Linked DNA regions of Mus musculus: all the other regions are linked to region 3. The links are chromatin contacts, called in public HiCAR-type and promoter capture Hi-C maps. All regions are on one chromosome and are shown on one strand. Each heading gives the region's core, a stretch centred on a gene start, on an enhancer-like site or on the middle of the called end of the contact. The rest is flanking DNA. Distances are from core to core; before and after follow the strand shown. Region 1 holds the start of Coq10b (coenzyme Q10B). Region 2 holds the start of Mars2 (methionine-tRNA synthetase 2 (mitochondrial)). Region 3 holds the start of Maip1 (matrix AAA peptidase interacting protein 1). Region 4 has its middle 27 kb from the start of Mob4. Region 5 holds the start of Gtf3c3 (general transcription factor IIIC, polypeptide 3). Region 6 holds the start of Mob4 (MOB family member 4, phocein). Region 7 overlaps Rftn2 (raftlin family member 2).

Region 1 (2,700 bases), core at 113-2,612, 2.4 Mb after region 3:
GCATTTATATACCATTTTTGTTGCCTTTTTTTTTTTTAGATCCAGTCACTTGGTATTTCCCAGGCTGAGGCTGGTATGGACTTTCTGAGCATGAGCCTCGGACCATAAGCAGCAAAGCAACATTTAATCAGTAATATAAGCAGTATGTCCTGCTTGAAAAGCTATCTTTTGAGGATAAACTACCCGATTTCACAGTTTCAACATGTTTGTGTAAGATTTGGAGATGAAGCATGGCTGCTAGTTTCTGTTTGTTTTTGAGACAAATCTTACCTTGTAGCTCTGGCTGATATGCAACTAGCTACACAGACCAGGCTGGCCTCCAAAGCACCAGACCTGGCCTCTTGGCTGACATTTTAAAGTCTTCATTCAACCAAAATGTTCTGAAACCCAGGCAAGAGTTGGACTTTCTCCTCTGTAATGTATACATATTGATTCATCTCAAATACCAATTTTCTTTTCTTTTGGTCCTGAGACAGGGGCTCACTTTGTAGTTCGGGTTGGCCTTGAACCCACCGCGATACTTACTTGACTTTATTGCTAAAATTACAGGTGTGAGCCGCCACTCTGAGTTAATTTTAATTTTTGAGAATACTTTATTACAGTCTTATTTGTAATAGAAAACTGCATTGTAGACTTATAGTGTCCTTCAGGTCTCTAGGTTCATCTCCACCTAAAGGACCAAGCAGGAAAACCGAGGACAGAGCCATCTTCAAGGTTACAGGACCTCAAAGTTACAGTGTAGTGAAAAAAACAACAGGTCCTCTTTGTTGGCTGTGTTTCATTTTGCAAGCGCTGAGTGGCCGGGGTCAAAGAACTCCACAGCAAGTGAGAGAGCGTCTGACAAGCGGTTCACCGCCAGGACACGCACTCCCACGGCCCGGGAGCCGGCGCTCTCGGGCGCAGTTAAACTTTCCCGACGGCCGCCGCCCACCTCTTGGAGACCGGAAGGGCGGGAGCCGGAGACCCGGCTGCTTGTCCGTCCTCCCACGGCCGTCTCGTCGCTGACTCACCCCGATAATATGAGGTGCACGCAGACCAGCCGGCCGAGCGCCGCGCCCCGGGTCTCCGGAGCCGACTAGGGTCAGCGCCCCGGCCACAGGCCCGTCCCGAACCCGCCGCCCGGAAAACCTCCGCTCGCTACCTGACGTCGCGCGCAGACCCCCGCGCCGGGGCTTCCGTCACGGTGGTCGACTTCGGATGGCACCCCGATGCCACCCTCGCCAGGGCCCTCTGACTGGTCCGAGCTGCCATGATCATCTTTGTGAAGCCGGTAGCCAACGCGGGCACCCGGAACGAGGCGCCGCCCTCAGGCCGGCCTGGAGGGACGGCTCCTGCGCCTCTCAGCCAATCCGGGAGCCCTCTGAGCAGCTGGACACGCCTCTTCCCACTAAGTCCCTCCCAACCCCATGACGCCACGCTGACGCTAGGCTGACGCACGTGTCCAGTGCCGCCTCGGGACAGCCAATCGGGGCGCGGATCTCCGGGACACGCTCTGCTCCTGCCAGGAGTCTGCCACTTATGTAATCTTCGTGACGAACTCCTGGGTTCACCTACGGTCCGGGTTTTTTCCTGGAGCTATTTGGGGTCGAGTCTCGAGGCTCGGCTCGTGAGGGCCGCCCTGCCGGGGGAGGAAAGCCCAGGAGCTGGCTAATTATGTAACTGCCTCCCACACCCACCCCACCCAGCGCTGGCCCAGCGTGTTTTCGCTCCTGCTGCCGAGCCTGGCAGATTTTACTGTGTATTGACGATCTCAAACGGTACCTGCTGTGCTGACCCTGAGGTGTTGTTCAGAGAGCAACTTCGGGTCATACCGCCCCGAACAGGCCCAGTGACCTGTCAGTTCTAGCTGCCTTCTTCATACGTGGCCAAGATATGGTGTAGTGTTGCCTTTATGATCCAGGTTTTTCTCATTCTATACAAAGCAACAATTTTGCTTGCCACATTCAGGGATTGGATGAGGTCCTGACTTACATATAAGGGAGGGGCACACGTAACAAACGCATATGTGAAGGTCAGAGTCTTCCCATGTGGGTCTAAGGAATAAGAACTCACTTAACAGGCTTGCATAGCGATTGTTTTTTTTTAAATGATTAGCCATCTCACTGACTCTAATACAGTTTTTTAAAAAATAGAATTATATTTTATTACTATATGAATGTACGTGTGTGATGTGTGTTTGGCTTATGAAAGTCAGACGGCACATTTGTGAAGTCACCTCTTCACCTTCCATCTTTATGTGGGTTCCTGGAGATTCAATTTGAGTCATCAGACTTGCACAGCAAGTTCTACCCAGTAGGCCATCCTGCCTGCTGCATTTGGTTAGCAGAGCTTGAGGAATAAATGAGATTGTTGGTTAAACATAGGCAATAATATATTTTGAAAGACTTACTAGATGTTGGAGGTGTGAATGAGTCTGTCTCCTCACATAGCTCATATTCCAAAAGGGAAGATAGAACTAATGTGTACTGCATTATCGGGTAATTATGTGACTTGTATGTGGTGGTTTGAATATGCTTAGCCCATGGGAAGTGGTACTATTAGGAAGTGTAGCATTGTTGGAGTAGGTTTGGGCTTGTTGGAGGAGGTGAGTCACTGTAGGAGTGAGCTTTGAGGTCCAAAGCTTAAGCTTTGGCCAGAGCAGAAGAGACCCTCCTCCTGGCTGCCTGGAAAAGGGCATCTCTTCCCACCTGCTTCTGAGTC
Region 2 (2,700 bases), core at 189-2,688, 2.2 Mb after region 3:
CATTATAATAGCCCGCTACCAGTTTGGGTAAAGTGGCCACTGCAGTTACAAGCGCATAGTCTTCTGCCTGCACACGAACTGACGGCCCCGTTAACCCTGGCTCACTGGGGAAACAGGCAGCACAGAAAGATGGGTAGGTTCCAGAAGGATTTATTCTGTAGGCAGTGCACCGGTTTAAAAGCCCTCCTAAGGCATCTGCCAGCTCGGAGTCCAGCAATTTAACCACCTTTTCATCATAGTAATCGCAGTCCCAATTGGGAACGCCCTGCCGAAGGAGAAAGTAGCGAAAGCCATCCACAGTATAGCGATCAAGGCAAGTCCTGGGATCCACCACGTTGCCCAAGCTTTTGGACATTTTTTGGCCACTCACCGTCCAGTGCGAGTGGACATAGATGCGATGTGGTGGCCTCAATCCTGCCCCTAGGAGAAGGGCAGGCCAATAAATAGCATGAAATTTGAGAATGTCCTTACCTATGATATGAGAGGTGGCTGGCCACCAAGACTTGAAATCTGCATCTGGGTAGCCAACTACAGTGAGGTAGTTGACCAGGGCATCCAGCCACACGTAGATGGTCTGCGAGTCGTCCCCGGGAACTGGTATGCCCCAGTGCAGATGGCTACTCCTTCGAGAAACGGACAAGTCGGGCAGCTCCTCCTCCAGCCACTGAAGAACTGCCTGGTGGAACGGTTCCGGTGTGATTGCCTGAGGATTGTTTCCAAGCCACCGCTGGAGTGGTTCTCGAAACTGAGAAAGCTTGAAAATGTAATTTTCTTCCTTCGTCCAGGAGACAGGATGTCCGCTCTCGAGAGACACGGGACAGGGATCCCCGGACGGACCCACCTGCCGAGTAACCTTGGCCTCCGGCAAGAAGCACTCATCCGAGGCACAATACCACCCTTCATAGATCCCTTTGTAAAGCAGACCCCGGGCCTCCAGCACACCCCAGAAATGCTGCACCGCTACTCGGTGCCGAGCCTCCGTGGTGCGGATGAAGTCCGTGGAAGAGATGTCAGCCTCCCGGAAAAGCTGCAAAAACTGGGCAGACACTCGATCGCACAGCTCGATCGGGGCCAAGCCGGCGGTGGCTGCCGCCTGCTGGATCTTCAGGCCGTGCTCATCCGTGCCGGTGGAAAACCGCGTGGACGCAGAGCCGGGAACTCGGAGACGACGGTGGCGGCACAGGGCGTCGGCCAGTAGCGCCGAGTACAGGTGCCCGATGTGCGGCGCGGCGTTCACGTAGAAGATAGGTGTGGTGAAGTAGGCCCGCGCTTCCCCGGCGTCGCCACTAGCGCTCGGCGAGCACGAACCGTAGCGGCGACAGCCGCGGCCGAACCGGGTGCGCGTCAACACCCAGCGAGCACACTGCCGCAGCATGGTGACAGCCGGCCCCAGCACTGGAGGCGGTGTTCCCGAGCACGGGAAAGGGCGCGTGCGCAGCTGGACGGTACCGCCGCTTCCGGCGCGGAAGCCAATGAACGGCAAGCGTTGACTCCTGCGGCCCCGCCCGCAACTCCCCCGCCTCCACCGGTTTCCTGCAGCGCGCAGGGGCGGGTGGCCGGCGGGAGTTTTTGAGTAGTCGGCTAGTGGGTTCCGTGTCAGGGCAGTTGGGGAAAGAAGAGCGTATCCCGGGTGTTGTGCAGTTTTACTCTTTGAGATCTGTTCTGGATCTGAACTGAACTGATCGGTTCTGGACTGAACTTGTTGGCAAGATTTTTATATTGAGGTATTTTCCAAACTCATTAACTGTCAAAGCAGGGCACAAATCCGGCCTCTTGGTATCCTCTAGTCAACATAGAAAAACCATTTAAGGTTTGTCTCAGAATCTAAATAAATCTGAAAGAAAGGAAAATAATTTCACAAAGCGCTTTAAGGAACGATAAGCACTGGCAGAAAAGGAAATGACGTGTCTGAACATGTTGCTGAGCCTTAAGGATTGATTTGAGAACTCATCCAGGGACTGGAGTGCGGAGTCACAGGTGTGCAGATAAGGAAACATTAACTTTCAGCTTTATTGTACAAAACAAGTCACAATTTTCTCCTCTAATAGTCTTGAAATTCTTCCAAGACTGAGCTTTGAGAATGAAATCCTAATTTTTAGCAGGAGAGAATTTTAAAATCCCAAATTTTTATTATTAATCCTTGGCTCACTGCATATTTTCTCATCCACAACTGGCCTCCCCACCCCCATTTAATTTAAACAGTGTATATATGCACATACTAAAATGAGATTGGAACACCTATAAACCCTCACCCAACCTAAGTACTGTTAGTGATTCTCAAAGAATGGTCCCCAAAGCAGCATGAGACACACCAGGAACTTAGACATCTGAGGCCCATTCCCTACCTGCTGAGGCAGAAACTGGGATCTCAGACCAGCAATCTAAGCTTTACTTAGCTCACCAATGGACTGTGGTGCACATTAGTGTTTAAGTTAGAGATGAGCTGCAGTTGAGATCTGTGCGCTGTGTCCTTCCCTCTCTTCCAAGAGTAATAGTGCCCTGAGGGTTTGGTTTTTGTTTTTGGTTTGTTTGGGTTTTTTTTTGTTTTGTTGAGTTTTTTGTTTGTTTGTTTGTGTTTTATTTTTTTGGGTTTTTTTTGGGGTTTTTTTTTGTTTTGAGACAGGGTTTCTCTGTCTAGCCCTGGCTGTCCTGAAACTCACTGTGTAGACCAGGTTGGCCTTGAACTCAGAAATCTGCCTG
Region 3 (2,700 bases), core at 154-2,653:
CTGGTAGGAAACTGCCTTTGTACCTGAAATGATATGTTATTACTTTGGCAGTGTTATCTTATTCCTCACCATAACTTACTCCATTCGATTTACTTAACAAATACTTATGAAGTGCCTACTATGTGTGCCAGGCACTGTCTTCTCTAATCTTCTAATTCTGGAAAAATCATACCCAAAGGATTAACTAATTTTAGAGTGGCACTGACAAACAGGCTTTGAACTTAGGCCTTCATCCTAGTTTCTTGAATGAACCCCTCCTCCCTGACGACCATGCGAACACACTTAGAAGCTTATTAAAGTCCTGAAGTGGCCGAAAGATTCAGTGTCTAGGTCACTACCATCGTTGGATACCACGGGTCGCAATGAAGAAACTTCATGGCTAAACACTTGATCACGGAAACGCTGAATGCACGAGGCAGAGAGGTCAGTTAGGGGAGCAAACAAACCTGCTTCGCCCCTTCAGAGAACTCAGCGATACTGAACTCTTTGTCGAAATAGGCCCAAATAAGGAAGGCGTAAATTCGAGTCCGGACCCAGTTGATGGGATTGGAAAATCCCAGAATGATCATTCTGGTTCTCTGGCGTTGCTGGGGCTGCTCCTCGGTGCTGTAGCTGCGGCTGGGACTAGCGGGTAAAGAAGCGAGGGCTGGAGGATGTTCTACCCGGCCGAGAAGGGATCTTCGGGAGCTCCAGGAACGCAACGCAGGGCTTGTCCAGGCCCGAGTGTAGCGAGGGATCGGAGCCGCGCTTGAGCCCAGGCGACGGCGGCACAGGCAGCAAATTTCAGTCAGCGTCAGCCTCACCTCGGTGCTACCGAGAGTCCGGAGTCGGGTGACCGGGCCGGGCAGCGGCCGGGAAAGCAGGGGCAGAGGTAGGAGACGGGCGGCCAGCGCCATGTTTGTGACCTTTCACCTCTGCATGCCTGTGCAGTACTGAAAGCAGGCCGGAGGGAAACCAGCTCGCCGGGGTTGGAGAAGTGGAGCCAAGGCCGCCTCGCTGCCGCCGCCTCGGGTGAGTCCTCTCATTTCGGCTGTGTTAGCCCTCAGCCCAGGCCGAAGCCCTCGGGCTCCCCGCCGTGCGCACTTCGAACCAGCCGCCGCCCTCTGGGGTCAGTCACCTACGCGGACCATTTCTTCCGGAGTAGTGTTTCCAGGGGAAATCACGCGTGGAAGAACTCGTCCAAATTCCCAGGCCTGTGAATTTCACCATGGCTGAGCAGCGTCTTCCGGTACCCCGGCTGCGGGGCGTCTCCCGGGAGCAGTTCATGGAGCATCTTTATCCACAGGTGAGGAGGCCCGCCGCGGAAAGGCAGGGGAGACACCCCGGTACCTTCTGGCGGCCCATCTGCTCTCCTGCAACCCAGAGATTGTTCGGGGGAAGAGAAGGCGCTCTGCTGTCAAGGGAGTGAGCGGAAGGGACCTGTAGCCCTGCTCGGGAATTCAAAGCCCCGGAGAGAAACGGCCCCACATTTTTGGGGAGCAGGATGACCGGAGAAAGCTGGGTGGCACGAAGCTCACTGAGAGGTCGCGCGTGTGGCTTTCTGACCTCACGTGCTCCCTTTCTATGGAGTTTTTCCTAAAGTCTAGTTCAGGATCCCTCGCCCTTCTCTTGCTTGGTCCTAACAGCCCCTGGAGTATTTCGAGATATTAGATTTTTGAAACTCGATATTTCAGTCTAATGAAGGATTGCAACAGGGAAACCAATGGAAATCGTCTCGTAGGTTTCCTCTGGTACAAGTCATTCCTTGATTTAAGCCAGAATCATAATTAAGGATTAAGCCCTTTAGTTTTGTTTTGTTGTTTTGTTTTTTCCGAGACAGGGTTTCACTGTATAGCTCTTGCTGTCCTGGAACTCACTCTGTAGACAAGGCTGGCCTCGAACTCATAAATCCGCCTGCCTCAGCCTCCGAAGTGCTGAGACTAAAGGCGTGCGCCACCACCGCCCGGCTCCCTTTAGTTTTTAAAGAAAGAAGTAGCAGAAAGCAGTTAGATTTAAGAAAAGAAAATAAGTTTGCTCTCAGGACTTTTCAAGAAAGTCCAAGTATCAGAATAACAGAGTAAGGATTCTGGCGATTATTCTAAGGGAAAAAGTCTCTGAAGTATATTAGTGGTAGTAAGATAGGATCTGTAGCTACAGCTACGCTATGCTGCTGGAGCAGCCTGAAGTGTTCCTTTGAGAAGACAGGATTACTGATGACCCTAGAAGAATTTCTAATTGAGTCAATATAAGGCAGAGTTTAAGTTTACTAAGAAGTTGTAGTTCATGTTTCAAGAGAGATGCTTTGGGCTAATACTATAGTTTGATCAGGTAAAACCATGGTTCACTAACATTGCACAAGGAGGTTAAGATGTGTCTTTTTTTACAGGTCAGTGGTGGCACATGCTTTTAATCCCAACATTCAGGAGGCAGAGGCAGGCAGATCTCTGAGTTCCAGGCCAACCTGATCTACAGAGCAAGTCCCAGGACAGCCAGGGCTTCATGGAGAAATCTTGTCTCAAAAACAAACAAAGAAGAAACAAAACCAAAAAAACCCCCAAAATATAAAAAGACAAGTCTTTTACTGCTGGTGGAGCTTTAATCTTGCTCATGAGAATCCTAGAAAATAACTATCTTACAGGAAAGGTGATAAGCCGTACCTGGTCATATGCGTTTTGGCCTTAGACATGATTTGTTACTATTATAATATTCTTACTTATAAAA
Region 4 (2,700 bases), core at 122-2,621, 2.2 Mb after region 3:
TTCCTCCTAAAAAGGCCAACCTAGGCTAGTGAGAGGATTCAACGGATAATGTACTTGCTGCCAAGCCTGGCGACCTGAGTTCCATCCCTGGGACCCTAGTAGGAAAGAACGCACTCCCAAAGTTGTTTTCTGAGCTGTACACATGCATGATGGGCAGGGGATTCTCAGTATACACGCATCCATTCGCACACATAAGCTAGTATGTTTTTGTTTAACGATTCACACATATGTATGTGTGCTAGTATGTTTTTGTTTAAAGATTCACACATATGTGAATATATGTGTAGTTTGTTGGCATGTAGGTCTGTGCATCATGTGCATGCCTGGTGCACACAGAGGCCAGAAAATGGTGTTAAACGTAGAGTCATGGACAGTTGTGAGGCACCACGTAGGTGCTGGGCATTGAACCCAGGTGCTCTGGAAGAGCAGCCAGTGCTATTAATCTGTACCAGTTCTCTAGCCCCACAAAGGTTTGGGGTTTGTGTGTGTGTGTGTGTGTGTGTGTGTGTGTTTGTTCTTTAAAGAAAAGCTTCTGTACAGCAAAGGAACATAAGAAGACAATCTAAGAATGGCAAAAAAATATTTGCAAAAGTTACTCTCCAAAACAGGTAAGTAACAATGCAATGGCACAAGCGAAATAAACACTAGCTAAGGAGCAGAAGAGACATTTATCCAAGGACAACGCAGGAACAACCAAGAGGTGTGAGAGAAAGTGTCCAGTGTCGTCAGGGAAACGAGGCTCATGGATGCTGCTCATTCCTGCAGGGATGACTACTATCCACAAAATGGAGATAATGTGGAGAAAACGGAGACTTTGCCCAACTGGTAGGGATGCAAATTGCTGCAGCAGCTATAAAAATAGTGTGGAGATTCTCTGAACATTAAAAACAGAAGCGCCACACATTCAACATTCCTACGTCTGACATTTTAAAGACAACTGAAATGAAGATCTTGACAAAAAGGGCAGAAGATGGTTCAGCAGCGAAGGGAACTGCTCTCCTAGACACTGGATTGGGTTCACACACCCACAGTTTCTAACAACCATCAATAACTCCAGGTCCAAGAGACCTGATGCCCTCTTCTGTGCTCTGCATTCACATGGCACACAGGCACACATGTACACAAAATACATACATAAAGGGAAAGGGGGCAGGGGGGACCCTCAGTCTACAATAACGTGGATGGGCTTGAAGGATGCAGTGCTTGTTCAAAGAACCTAGCCCAAATGCTGCGTAACTTCACTAAGGAAGACACCCCACTCTGGTATGAGGTTTCTAAAATTGGATAGAAACAGAGTAGAATGGTAACCAAGAGCCAGAGAAGGCGAGCTGTGCAGTTTTATGCATCAACTGACAAAGTTCCAGACACAAGAGATGAGTAAGCTCTGGAGGTCTGTTACCCTACAATGCACCCACAATCATTGGGTTCACTTCAAAGTGTTCCTTCCCACTGAACTGGAAATGCCCAAACCATTCTGACTCAGGCTCAGTTTAGATTCCACAATGCCCAGCAGTCCACAGCATTTCTTATGGAAACAGTTCTCTAGACAGACAGCAAGAAAAAATGGATTCACCGAGGCTTGTCTACAGCAGGAGAGCCAATCCTCTGTTTGAGGATCCTCTGTTTGAGGATCAGTTTGAGGGATATAGCCAATTTCTTTCACCATTTTGGGAGATAACTTAAATGCTGCTATTAGTGTCTGCCAATGCCCAAGGCTCAAATCTGTATCTGGCTGGGTTACAGTGTAGTCCAAGCATGCAGACTTTGGGTCAGAATACAAGTGGGAGCAGCTGGAGAACCTGAGAGGCAATTCATGCTTAAAACAAAGTAAGGGCCAGCAAGACGGTTCAGCAGGTAAAGGCATGCCACCAAGCCCAAGGACACACACAAACAAAAACATCACGTGTGTACGAATGGTGTATATGTGGTGTATACACACGCAGATGGGATGTGTACCTGCCCATTTGTCTATCTGTGAAAACCAAAGGTAAATGCCAGGTGTCTTCCTCTAGCAGTCCTTCATCTTTGGGGACTTGAGATAGCTATGTATCTCCATATTGTCCTGAAAGTCTCTATGTAGACCAGGCTGGCCTTAGAAAGTCTCTATGTAGACCAGGCTGGCCTTAGAAAGTCTCTATGTAGACCAGGCTGGCCTTGAGCTCAGAGACCCACCTGCCTCTGCCTCCTGAGTGTTGGGATTAAAGGCGTGCGTCACCATACCCAGTCTCCATCTCTGAACCTGCATCTTGGCACCTGAGCTGCAGTGAGCTGTCTACAGGGCTCTACGATCTTTGCCTCCCAGTGCTGGGATCAGTGGCACTAAACCCAGCTCTTAAGTGAGTCCTAGGAGCTTGAATTCAAACCCCCAATGCTTGCACTGAGCATCTCTGAGCCCCAGCTTCCCGTGTCCCTTGTTCTGAGACCATCCTGCTTGCCACATAGCCCCAGCTGGCCTAGAACTCTCATCTTCCTACCTCACCCTCCTGAGTTAACTAGGCATGTGCCGTCATAGCCTGCCTTACTAAAAGCTTAACCATGAGGTTGAGGGCTGTCAGTTCTATTGCAAAATGAACTTGACCAGTCAATGGATGTCTACAATACAGTATTACTAACAATACAATCATGGTTTTCTACTTATCTTACTTAGATACTAAAATATCAAGTCATTAAGAATTTAACTGAGAGGCTGGAGAGATGGCT
Region 5 (2,700 bases), core at 16-2,515, 3.0 Mb after region 3:
CTCCTCAGGAGAAACGCAGTGACTGAGATAGTTTTCTGCTATCTGGTAGTCCTGCTCTTGCAGGTCTTGACCTCTGATTCTGCAACCCTGCTACAGATCTCCTTAGCTTGGATTATCATAAAGATGATCAAAGATAGACTCTCGTCTTTGGACCCAGGACTATGCTGAGCTCAACTTTGCCCAAAGTTCCAAAGGCTCTTGTAGTTTCATCTAACTTTACTCACAAATGTGTTTTGAATACATGTTATTAGGTTAGTCAGGTTTATAATAATGACACATAAACTAATGTCTTTGATGTTTATAGGTAATGTCTCTAGAAAAAGAAATAGTTATAATACAAGATAAAATGCAAATCACAAGAGCTCCTAGGAGTTGAAAATAATCTCTCTCTCTCTCTCTCTCCCTCTCTCTCTCTCTCTCTCTCTCTCTCACTCACTCACTTTGACCCCTCTCTTCCATCTCTCTCCCCTCAAGTCCCACCTCAAGTCTTTCCACTTCAGGTGTTGCCCTTTTTCATGTTACAAGTGTTCTATTACCCTCCCCACACCTCTCCCTTTTTTTCCTCTCATAGGTTCCTAAGGATTATTTTGAGAGATGTATGTAACAGATATACAGTAGACGCCCTATGGGAAGAGTTAGAATCCCTTTAAAAGTTTGAGAGCAGCCGAGCGTGGTGGGGCACGCCTTTAATCCCAGCACTCGGGAGGCAGAGGCAGGCGGATTTCTGAGTTCGAGGCCAGCCTGGTCTACAAAGTGAGTTCCAGGACAGCCAGGGCTACACAGAGAAACCCTGTCTCGAAAAACAAAAAACAAAACAAAACAACAACAAAAAAGTTTATGAATACTTGGGACATAAAAGTTGATTGACATTAGAGATAGAAACCCAGGCAAACGCTCTGCCACTGTGCTGCATCCCCAGATCAAAAGTCTCCTGTAGAGATGGTTCAGTGGTTAAGAACACTGACTGCTCTTCCGGAGGTCCTAAGTACAATTCCCAGCAACCACATTGTGGCTCACAGCCATCTGTAATGGGATCTGATGCCTTCTTCTGGTGTGTCTGAAGACAGTGTACTCCTATACATAAAATAAGCAAGCAAGCAAACAAACAAACTAATACATACATCTTTAAAAAAAAAAAAGGCTCCTCTAGCTGGTAGTTTAAGGGAGTCTGGCGCTTGAAAGATGCATTTGGACACTCCCTTGCCTGTGGGAAGAGGCCTGGGGCCTAGAGCGCAGGCGGAACCAGAGTGCGCGGCCGCGGCGCAGGCCGGGAAGGTTTCTAGGGCGGACGCTGGTCCGGTCTCTCCTAGGCGTCCTACAGAGCCTGGGAGTGCTGCAGCTTCCCTGGCCCGCTGCGCAGCGTCGGCCCTGCAGACATGTCGGGGTTCAGCCCGGAACTTATCGACTACCTGGAAGGGAAAATCTCCTTTGAAGAGTTCGAAAGGCGGAGAGAAGAGAGAAAAACCCGAGAGAAGAAAGTGAGCCGCTGGGCCCCCGGTGCTCCTCGGTCTTGTTTTCCCCGAAACCGAGTCGTGGGTTGCCCAGGGTGGGCCCGGGATCCAGCAGCTTTCACCTCTTCCAAAATTTCCGATTTTCACTCCCACCCGAGTACTCAGAGCCTCTAAAGACATCTCCCCACCCGAAAGCCAGCCTTGGTGGGCGCTAACCTCCCCCGACCCCCTAATACCTGTTAAGTCGATGAGCCAGACAGGGTGATCTGATTAGTTCTAAACCTATCTTGCAACTAGGTTGTGACGGTGGTGGGAACCAGGCCTTTTGTTTTTGTGGTCTGTATAGGGGTCTTGGGGATCAAACTTCAGGGCCTCCAGCCTGCTGGACAAAGCTCCCCATCGCAAAGCTACATGCACCCCTGGTGCGCCTATTTTTGAGGAGTCTCCGTGTAATTTTTTTTCTTAGACATAAAAGTAAACCTAACTAACCAGATAGTGAGGATATCTGTTACTTTTTCAAATTTTAATAAAGATCTGAACTTTAAATAGTTTCTCATTTGTTTGAAGGCCAAGGGACCAACATAAAGATCTCTTGACCCTTTTGAAGTTAGCTAATGATTTCTTTCTTGACTCATAGACTTCTATGAACCCTATGGTTTATTTAAAGTCTTAGATTGATGACATTAAAATATTTAAAATCATTCCACTTGTATTTGCAAATGACTTACATAAACTAAAGACTTAAGTACATTGGAACACTTTGAAACTATTCAAATTTAGATTCCACGTATCATAGGGGAGGGTCAACTTTTATAAAGATAAGGCAAATGCCCTATTCAAGGCTGAGAGAATTAAATCTGAATTAGTTTTTGGAACTGTTTAATTCCCAATCACAGAGTGTTCAGGAAAAAGGAAAATCATCACCCAAAGAAAACCCAGATGACTCCGAAGTTCCATCCTCATCAGGAATTGACTCTGCCAAATCCCAGGACAAAGACGCCAATGAAGGTATGTTACTGCTGGCTTTAAATGAGCACTTAAGTAAAATGATTTGATAAAAACACTATTTGCTTTTTACTTTTTATTGCTTTTATGTTTATTGTAATAACATTCTATTTTTGTTTGTTGGTTTGTTTTTCATGACAGGCTTTTTCTGTGTAGCCCTGGCTGTCCTGGAACTCACTCTGTAGACCAGGCTGGCCTCGAACTCAGAAATTCTGCCTCTGCCTCCCAAGTGCTGGGATTAAAG
Region 6 (2,700 bases), core at 31-2,530, 2.3 Mb after region 3:
GTATGGGGGAGGCAGGTGGATCTCGGAGTTCGAGGCCAACCTAGTCTACAGAGCTACTTCCAGGAAAGTCAAGGCTACACAGGGAAACCCTTGAGAGAGAGAGAGAGAGAGAGAGAGAGAAGAGAGAGAAGAGAGAAAGAAGAAAGACAAAAGAAAGAAAAGAAAAACAGTAACTCTCTAAAACTCAGTAGCATTAAGTATTTTGATTTCCACTTGACCCTAAAAATTACATTTTAACAGAAAAAGTTTACTCAGTACACGGTAAGAGGCAGCAGGCTGGGCAGCAACAAGAACACAGCCTGCTAAAATTACATTTTAAACATATCTCTTTTGATTTTAGAACTTCTACTCAACGACTCAACCCATTTCCAAAGGCTGATTAATCCTATCAAGTTTGAATGTCAACGTGGGTGGTTTTTTTTTTTGGGGGGGGGGTCTTTTCCGTTCTTTTCTGTTCTTTTTTACTGTGAAGCATCCCTGGTTTGCAAGTCCTAAGAAGCACCAATTTACTCCCCATAGTGCCCTACTATTATTTTGATGTATATAATCAGTTCATTCCGACTATTGTCCACGCGCATTAGCATGAATATACGCAAGGAATGACATGTAACAAGTCACAACCTGGTGCCGAAAACTTGCTGGACCAGAGAACAGCTGCAGGGAAGCCGAAGGGAGTGGTGGCAAAGACAAACAACAGGAGGATAACGCAAACTAGTGCCACCTGCATCCGGCTAGACCAACTGGATGGAGCCGACCGGCAGGTACGTCACCGGCCAAGCTTGCTCCCGGTGAGGTGGGCAGTGTTTACAGCCCTCGACGCCGGCGGTCCCGACGCGGGGACAGCCCCCTGGTCCCCAGCTGGCCCACCCCACACCCGGGCGCCGTCAGCTGCCACTCACAGCAGGCAGCGCAGCAGCAGCCGCTGGTGACAAGCGTCAGCCCCGGGCCTCGGCGAACACAGCGGGGTCCTGCGTCTAGCAGGCCTCCAGGGCGGCCGGCGCCGGCTCGGCTGCCTCCGGGGCCGCGGCTCCGGAAGCGCAGGCCAGCCACCGCGGCCACGGCCCCCACCCGCTCGCCCTGGCCTCTCCTAGACGGAGTCCCGCCAGCAGGAGAGCCCCGGCTCGGCCCCGCCAACTCTGTGACAGGAAAGCCGTAGGGACGATACCTGCGCCTTGGTGCCTGGCCTGTTCCGCCTCAGCACTGCCGTCCCCTCCGCCATGACCATAGTGCCAGAGTCTGGGCGGCTGGCGTCGGTACCCGGATGTGGGGGCCGGCAGCTTGCGCGGGGGGCGGGGCACGGCGGGGCTCAGCGCTGCGGCGGCGGGGAGGGGCGGCAGCCTGCGGAACAGCCGCCGCCCGCGCGGAGCACCATGGGAAGAGTGCCGAGCCCGCGGCTCCGGCGGAGGGAGGAGCACAGAATGAACAGCCGGCGGAGCTCCGCCGAGGCCGAAAAGGAAGATGCGACCGGAAGCTGGGGTAGAGAGCCGCTTCCAAGGTCTGTGGTGCAGGTGACCCAAGCCTGCGTCACTTGTGGGTGTTTGTCCTTCAGCTGTCTATAGACTGGAAGGGCAGTTTGCACAATAGTGACCATCTCAGAAAAGCGAAATGAGAACATAATTCTCCACCCCAGATAATCTGGTAAATTTTTATAGAATCTTCATGGATTAACCCAATCTAGAATCAGATTGGCTGGGTCGGTTAAAGGGAAGACAGGAGGTACTGATAAATCTTGCTTCTAGGGTCCTCTTACTGAAAAGCCAAGGACTCTTTCAATGACAAGTTGGTTTCCGTAGATAAAAGACTCAATGCTAAATTAAAAAAAAAAATGCCCATCATGAGATAGAAAGCGCACATCTGTTATTGTGTGTTAGAGTTAAAATAAACTCACATTTTTGCAAGTCGGAAGCAGGAGGAAATGAATAGCCCTTGATGGCTTTTATGAATTCTGTATCTTAACAAAATTCCAAGTTTCTCGTGTTTTTAAGTGTGATGTTTTTTGTGTGTTTTCTTTTGTTGTTGTTTTGGTTTTGTGTTTTCTTTTTTTGGAGACAGCGTCTCCCTGATGTTCCTTGAATTTAAGAGATTTGTTTTGAGTGCTGGGACCAACGGAGTACACGGCATGCCCGGCCAGGCTTAGGGGTTCATGTGTAATCCAACCCAGGTGATCCCACACCTTTTTCTGAATCCCTTGGGCGCATGCAGGTAAAAAGCTTACACACATTAAATAAATAAGCAAGTAAATAAGCAAAACAGTTAAAAGAATTGTTTAGAATTCAAAGCCAGCATGGGCTACATAGAGAGTTCCAGGCCAGGCAGGGCTACAGAGCAAGACTTAAATCTTCTCTCAATCTTTCCCAAAATAAGAAAAAAAACACAGCATTTTTACCAGAATCTTTTTTTTTTCCAAACAAGAAAAGTTTGTTTTGGTTTATAGTACCATGGGACACCTGGTGAGGAAGTTGTGGACACTGGGTAAGTGCTCTTTATAACTTCAAGAGCATGGGGTTCAGAAACAGAGGTCTTAAGCTGGAGGCAGAAGCTGGTATCTGCATCAAGACCCGCCCAAAGTGAGCCACTTCTCAGAGCTGGGCCATGGTTAGAATTACACAACCTCCAAATCGAATCTCAAGCTGAACACCAAGTGTTCCAACATAAGAGCTGCGGCGGGGCAGAGTGGCGCCTTTAATCCCAGCACTCAGG
Region 7 (2,700 bases), core at 15-2,514, 2.2 Mb after region 3:
TAATGCTATGTCTTGATTACAAATTCCATCAACTGTGTATAAATGCCCTTCCTGCTTTTGGTGTTAGATAGGCTCAGCAGTGGCTACAACCTGGCAAAAGTTAGAGCTCAGTAAAGACAAAGAGGGAGAGACAGACGTGTTGCTCTGCATTTAAATAGGATTGTCGTGCTCCTGTGCTTACTTGTGCTCCTGCCCAACAGCAGTCTCCTTAAATTAGGAATTCAAATCCCTGGAAGCTTAAATTAAGGAAATACAAGGTAACAGAAATCTCTGTGTGTCTGCAGCACTCTGAGATAAGCATCAGGAATGAAGGAACAAAGTGATGGCCTTGACCTTGCTTTTGAGCCGCTCAAGGCTTTCCTATGGACATAGCTGGAAAGCAGCAGCTTGCCTCTGACCATGCCTGTTCTCCTTGCAGCCCCAAGCATTCTGCAGCAGGCGGACAAAGGCGCGCAAGGCTTGTGATGGAGGAGTGTCCACTAACTTGTGAGGCACAAGCAAACGACGCTGCAAAGGAACTCATGGACAAGGTACTGCGTCGAAGGAACTGAGAGTGCCTTCCTGGGGCAGCTAAGAAACAGTTTCCTTTCTTACCTGAAAACCACCGGGAAGCCAGGCATGGTAGCACAGGCCTGTAATCCTGGGGCTGTGCAAGGGGAGGGGCGATGAGTGCAAGGCTATCCTCAGCTACAACACGAGTTCAAAGCCAGCCTGGGCTACATCATGAGCTCCAGGCAGTCTGGGCTACAGAGGAGGATCCAGAAGATTAAGAAACCAATGGTGCCATATTCCACGGAATTCAAAATGTTGAGCCTGTGAGCCATTACTAAACTGCATTAGCCAGGACCCTATGGAGGAAGAGCATGAGAGTGAGTGCACTGAAGGGCTTGTCCGGTTGGTTTATGTAGCAGTCTAAGGAGGAGAGCAGTGGCCCCCTTCACACTGGGGCTGCCTTATACCCTGAAGCAGCTCCTTCCAAAGACCGGATGCCTAACCAGTCTCAGCTGGATGCTGAAGGCCTGGAAGATTCTGGAAAACCACTAGTCTTCAGTCCCTTTTTGAAGGCTGAAGAAACTGGGCTTTAATGTCAGACAAAACTAGCAGCAGCAATTTGCTGCCAGCATGGTGGACTGAAGCAGCACAGGAGGGCAAGAGGGCAGAAGGCCAAAAAAAAAAAAAAGCTTTGTGCCTCCCGCTTCCTTTAGCGGGGCTGCCACCAGAAGCACCGCCCACCTTTAGGGTGGGTCTTCTCACTTGGGTTAATCTGAGCAGGAAAAGGCTTCACAGGTGCGCCATCAACTTGGCTGTTAATCGGTTCCAGATCCTGTCAAAGTGACAACCAAGAATAGACAGGATCATAACCAAGCGCCAGGAGAGCAGACCAGAGGGAGCAAAAGGAAGTTCGGCTGCACAGAAGTTTAACCGCAAATGTAGCAATAGGGTATGGCAAGCATACGTGTATTTTAGTCACTGCTTAGGGGAGCAGGTCTGTGGAAAGTAAATTCCAAAAGTTTCAGATGAAATAAAAAGATTTTCTTTTTTTAAAATATGAAAAAAAACCAAAAAAGTAGACACATTCAGTTGTGAATGGAGGTGTTAGCAAAAAAATTATTTTATTTTTTTAAGAAAAAATAACTTGAAAAGAGATGGAGGGAAAATTACAATAATGTATACTTTGAAAGCTGCATAAATTAAAAAACTGAACACTAAATGTAGATTGACCAAACCAGGGAAGATCTATATGTCCATAAATATTCTAAATTGATAGAATTTTTTGTTGAAAGTTTTTAGTCACATTGACATTCTTATAAGTCCTTTTCTTGTTGTTGTTGTTGTTGTTATCGTCGTCATTGTCTTTGGTTTTGTGGGGTTTTCGTTTGTTTTGTTTTTTAAAACAGTTTCACTATGTAGCCTTAGCTGTTGTGGTTCTCACCCCTCCTAATGCTGCAGTTCCTTAATACAGTCCCTCATGTTATGATGCCCCCAACCAGAAAATTATTTCATTGCTACTTCAAAACTGTAATTTTGCTACTGCTATGACTCATATAAATATTTTTAGAGATAGAGGTGTGCCAAAGGAGATGCACAGGTTGATTTTTTTTTTTTTTAGACCAAACTGGCCTTGAACTCACAGGGATCAGCCTAGCAGTGCCTCTGAGTGCTGGAATTAAATCAGAGCAGCACACCCAGGTGGCCTTTATTTAATTTAAATATATGGTGTCAAGGACCCACTCCGCTTTTTTTCAGGTAAAGATTGTGAGACTGGAGTGAGGCATGCAGACTCACATCTTCCGACCTTTGAGCACTTAGGATGCTGAGGGCAGGGGGACCCTGGCTTCCAGAGCAGCCTGAGTTACAAAGAGAAAAAGGAAAGGTGGAGTGTTTCTGTTGCTGCCTTCAGGCGGTGACCTCACTTGTGGAGGATCACCTGTGGACTGCGACTCACACTAACAGCTGTTAACCAGGTCTCTTCCAGTTTAGGTACAGGTTACCATTCAGCTGAGGGGGAAGGAAAAACCCAGGCTTTACAGAGTGCACAAGCTGCTCTCTGCTACTATTCTGGTTTTTATTTGTTATTTTTCCTTTCTGGGAATAAATCCACTCCAGACAGTTTCTTTTGAAAACAAAAATGTAGCTACTAAGTGAGTCTTGATAGAGAACCACCAGGGTGCTTGTTTTGAATCTAACTTCCTGGACACC

The links. Promoter capture Hi-C pulls out the DNA fragments that hold promoters and counts their contacts. HiCAR-type assays count read pairs that join an accessible place to other places.
Region 1: a HiCAR-type map of astrocytes shows a contact between it and region 3, with 7 times the contacts expected there. The contact joins the promoter of Coq10b here to the promoter of Maip1 in region 3. A contact is called at or near these places in 7 of 39 promoter capture datasets (the 3T3-L1 cell line, the HPC-7 cell line, hippocampal neurons and 3 more) and 5 of 115 datasets of contacts at active chromatin or transcription factors (astrocytes, embryonic forebrain, epiblast stem cells and 2 more).
Region 2: a promoter capture Hi-C map of hippocampal neurons shows a contact between it and region 3, with 14 times the contacts expected there. The contact joins the promoter of Mars2 here to the promoter of Maip1 in region 3. A contact is called at or near these places in 17 of 39 promoter capture datasets (the 3T3-L1 cell line, 3T3-L1-derived adipocytes, the C10 cell line and 10 more), 4 of 484 Hi-C or Micro-C datasets (3T3-L1-derived adipocytes, LSK cells, cortical neurons and 1 more), 4 of 115 datasets of contacts at active chromatin or transcription factors (embryonic forebrain, embryonic hindbrain, embryonic limb bud and 1 more) and 2 of 9 other capture datasets (adipose tissue and liver).
Region 4: a promoter capture Hi-C map of hippocampal neurons shows a contact between it and region 3, with 6 times the contacts expected there. The contact joins the enhancer-like site here to the promoter of Maip1 in region 3. A contact is called at or near these places in 4 of 39 promoter capture datasets (the 3T3-L1 cell line, embryonic stem cells, hippocampal neurons and 1 more) and 1 of 115 datasets of contacts at active chromatin or transcription factors (embryonic forebrain).
Region 5: a contact with region 3 is called in a promoter capture Hi-C map of liver, with 2.1 times the contacts expected there. The contact joins the promoter of Gtf3c3 here to the promoter of Maip1 in region 3. A contact is called at or near these places in 2 of 39 promoter capture datasets (hippocampal neurons and liver).
Region 6: a HiCAR-type map of astrocytes shows a contact between it and region 3, with 6 times the contacts expected there. The contact joins the promoter of Mob4 here to the promoter of Maip1 in region 3. A contact is called at or near these places in 6 of 39 promoter capture datasets (the C10 cell line, embryonic stem cells, hippocampal neurons and 2 more) and 2 of 115 datasets of contacts at active chromatin or transcription factors (astrocytes and embryonic forebrain).
Region 7: a promoter capture Hi-C map of neutrophils shows a contact between it and region 3, with 5 times the contacts expected there. The contact joins the enhancer-like site here to the promoter of Maip1 in region 3. A contact is called at or near these places in 8 of 39 promoter capture datasets (the 3T3-L1 cell line, embryonic stem cells, liver and 2 more), 2 of 115 datasets of contacts at active chromatin or transcription factors (embryonic forebrain and pro-B cells) and 1 of 9 other capture datasets (embryonic stem cells).

What each region holds. Positions count from the first base shown.
Region 1 is chr1:55,051,432-55,054,131 of GRCm38.p6, reverse strand. Coq10b (coenzyme Q10B) reads right to left here and starts at 1,362. Exons shown (of 5, transcript NM_001039710.1): 1 at 1,142-1,362. The coding sequence starts at 1,257.
Region 2 is chr1:55,235,915-55,238,614 of GRCm38.p6, reverse strand. It overlaps Mars2 (methionine-tRNA synthetase 2 (mitochondrial)), which reads right to left and starts at 1,438. Exons shown (of 1, transcript NM_175439.3): 1 at 1-1,438. The coding sequence starts at 1,375.
Region 3 is chr1:57,404,969-57,407,668 of GRCm38.p6, reverse strand. It overlaps Maip1 (matrix AAA peptidase interacting protein 1), which reads right to left and starts at 1,403. Exons shown (of 5, transcript NM_001081181.3): 1 at 447-1,403. The coding sequence starts at 896. Tyw5 (tRNA-yW synthesizing protein 5) reads left to right here and starts at 995. Exons shown (of 8, transcript NM_001037742.2): 1 at 995-1,285. The coding sequence starts at 1,208.
Region 4 is chr1:55,157,117-55,159,816 of GRCm38.p6, reverse strand. No RefSeq gene overlaps it. Among named protein-coding and RNA genes, the nearest start is that of Mob4, 27 kb to the right of the region's middle. Within about 2 kb of position 1,371, at least 8 of the 459 cell types and tissues checked have an H3K27ac peak or open chromatin away from gene starts, as enhancers often do. A contact at or near this core is called in hippocampal neurons, where this site is marked.
Region 5 is chr1:54,437,591-54,440,290 of GRCm38.p6, reverse strand. It overlaps Gtf3c3 (general transcription factor IIIC, polypeptide 3), which reads left to right and starts at 1,265. Exons shown (of 18, transcript NM_001033194.3): 1 at 1,265-1,478; 2 at 2,348-2,459. The coding sequence starts at 1,377.
Region 6 is chr1:55,129,825-55,132,524 of GRCm38.p6, reverse strand. It overlaps Mob4 (MOB family member 4, phocein), which reads right to left and starts at 1,280. Exons shown (of 8, transcript NM_025283.3): 1 at 1,166-1,280. The coding sequence starts at 1,225.
Region 7 is chr1:55,208,980-55,211,679 of GRCm38.p6, reverse strand. Rftn2 (raftlin family member 2) reads left to right here. Exons shown (of 9, transcript NM_028713.1): 3 at 419-530. It overlaps Gm51743 (a long non-coding RNA gene), which reads right to left. Exons shown (of 3, transcript XR_003948664.1): 3 at 524-848. Among named protein-coding and RNA genes, the nearest start is that of Gm51743, 8.4 kb to the right of the region's middle. Within about 2 kb of position 1,264, at least 119 of the 459 cell types and tissues checked have an H3K27ac peak or open chromatin away from gene starts, as enhancers often do. A contact at or near this core is called in neutrophils and pro-B cells, where this site is marked.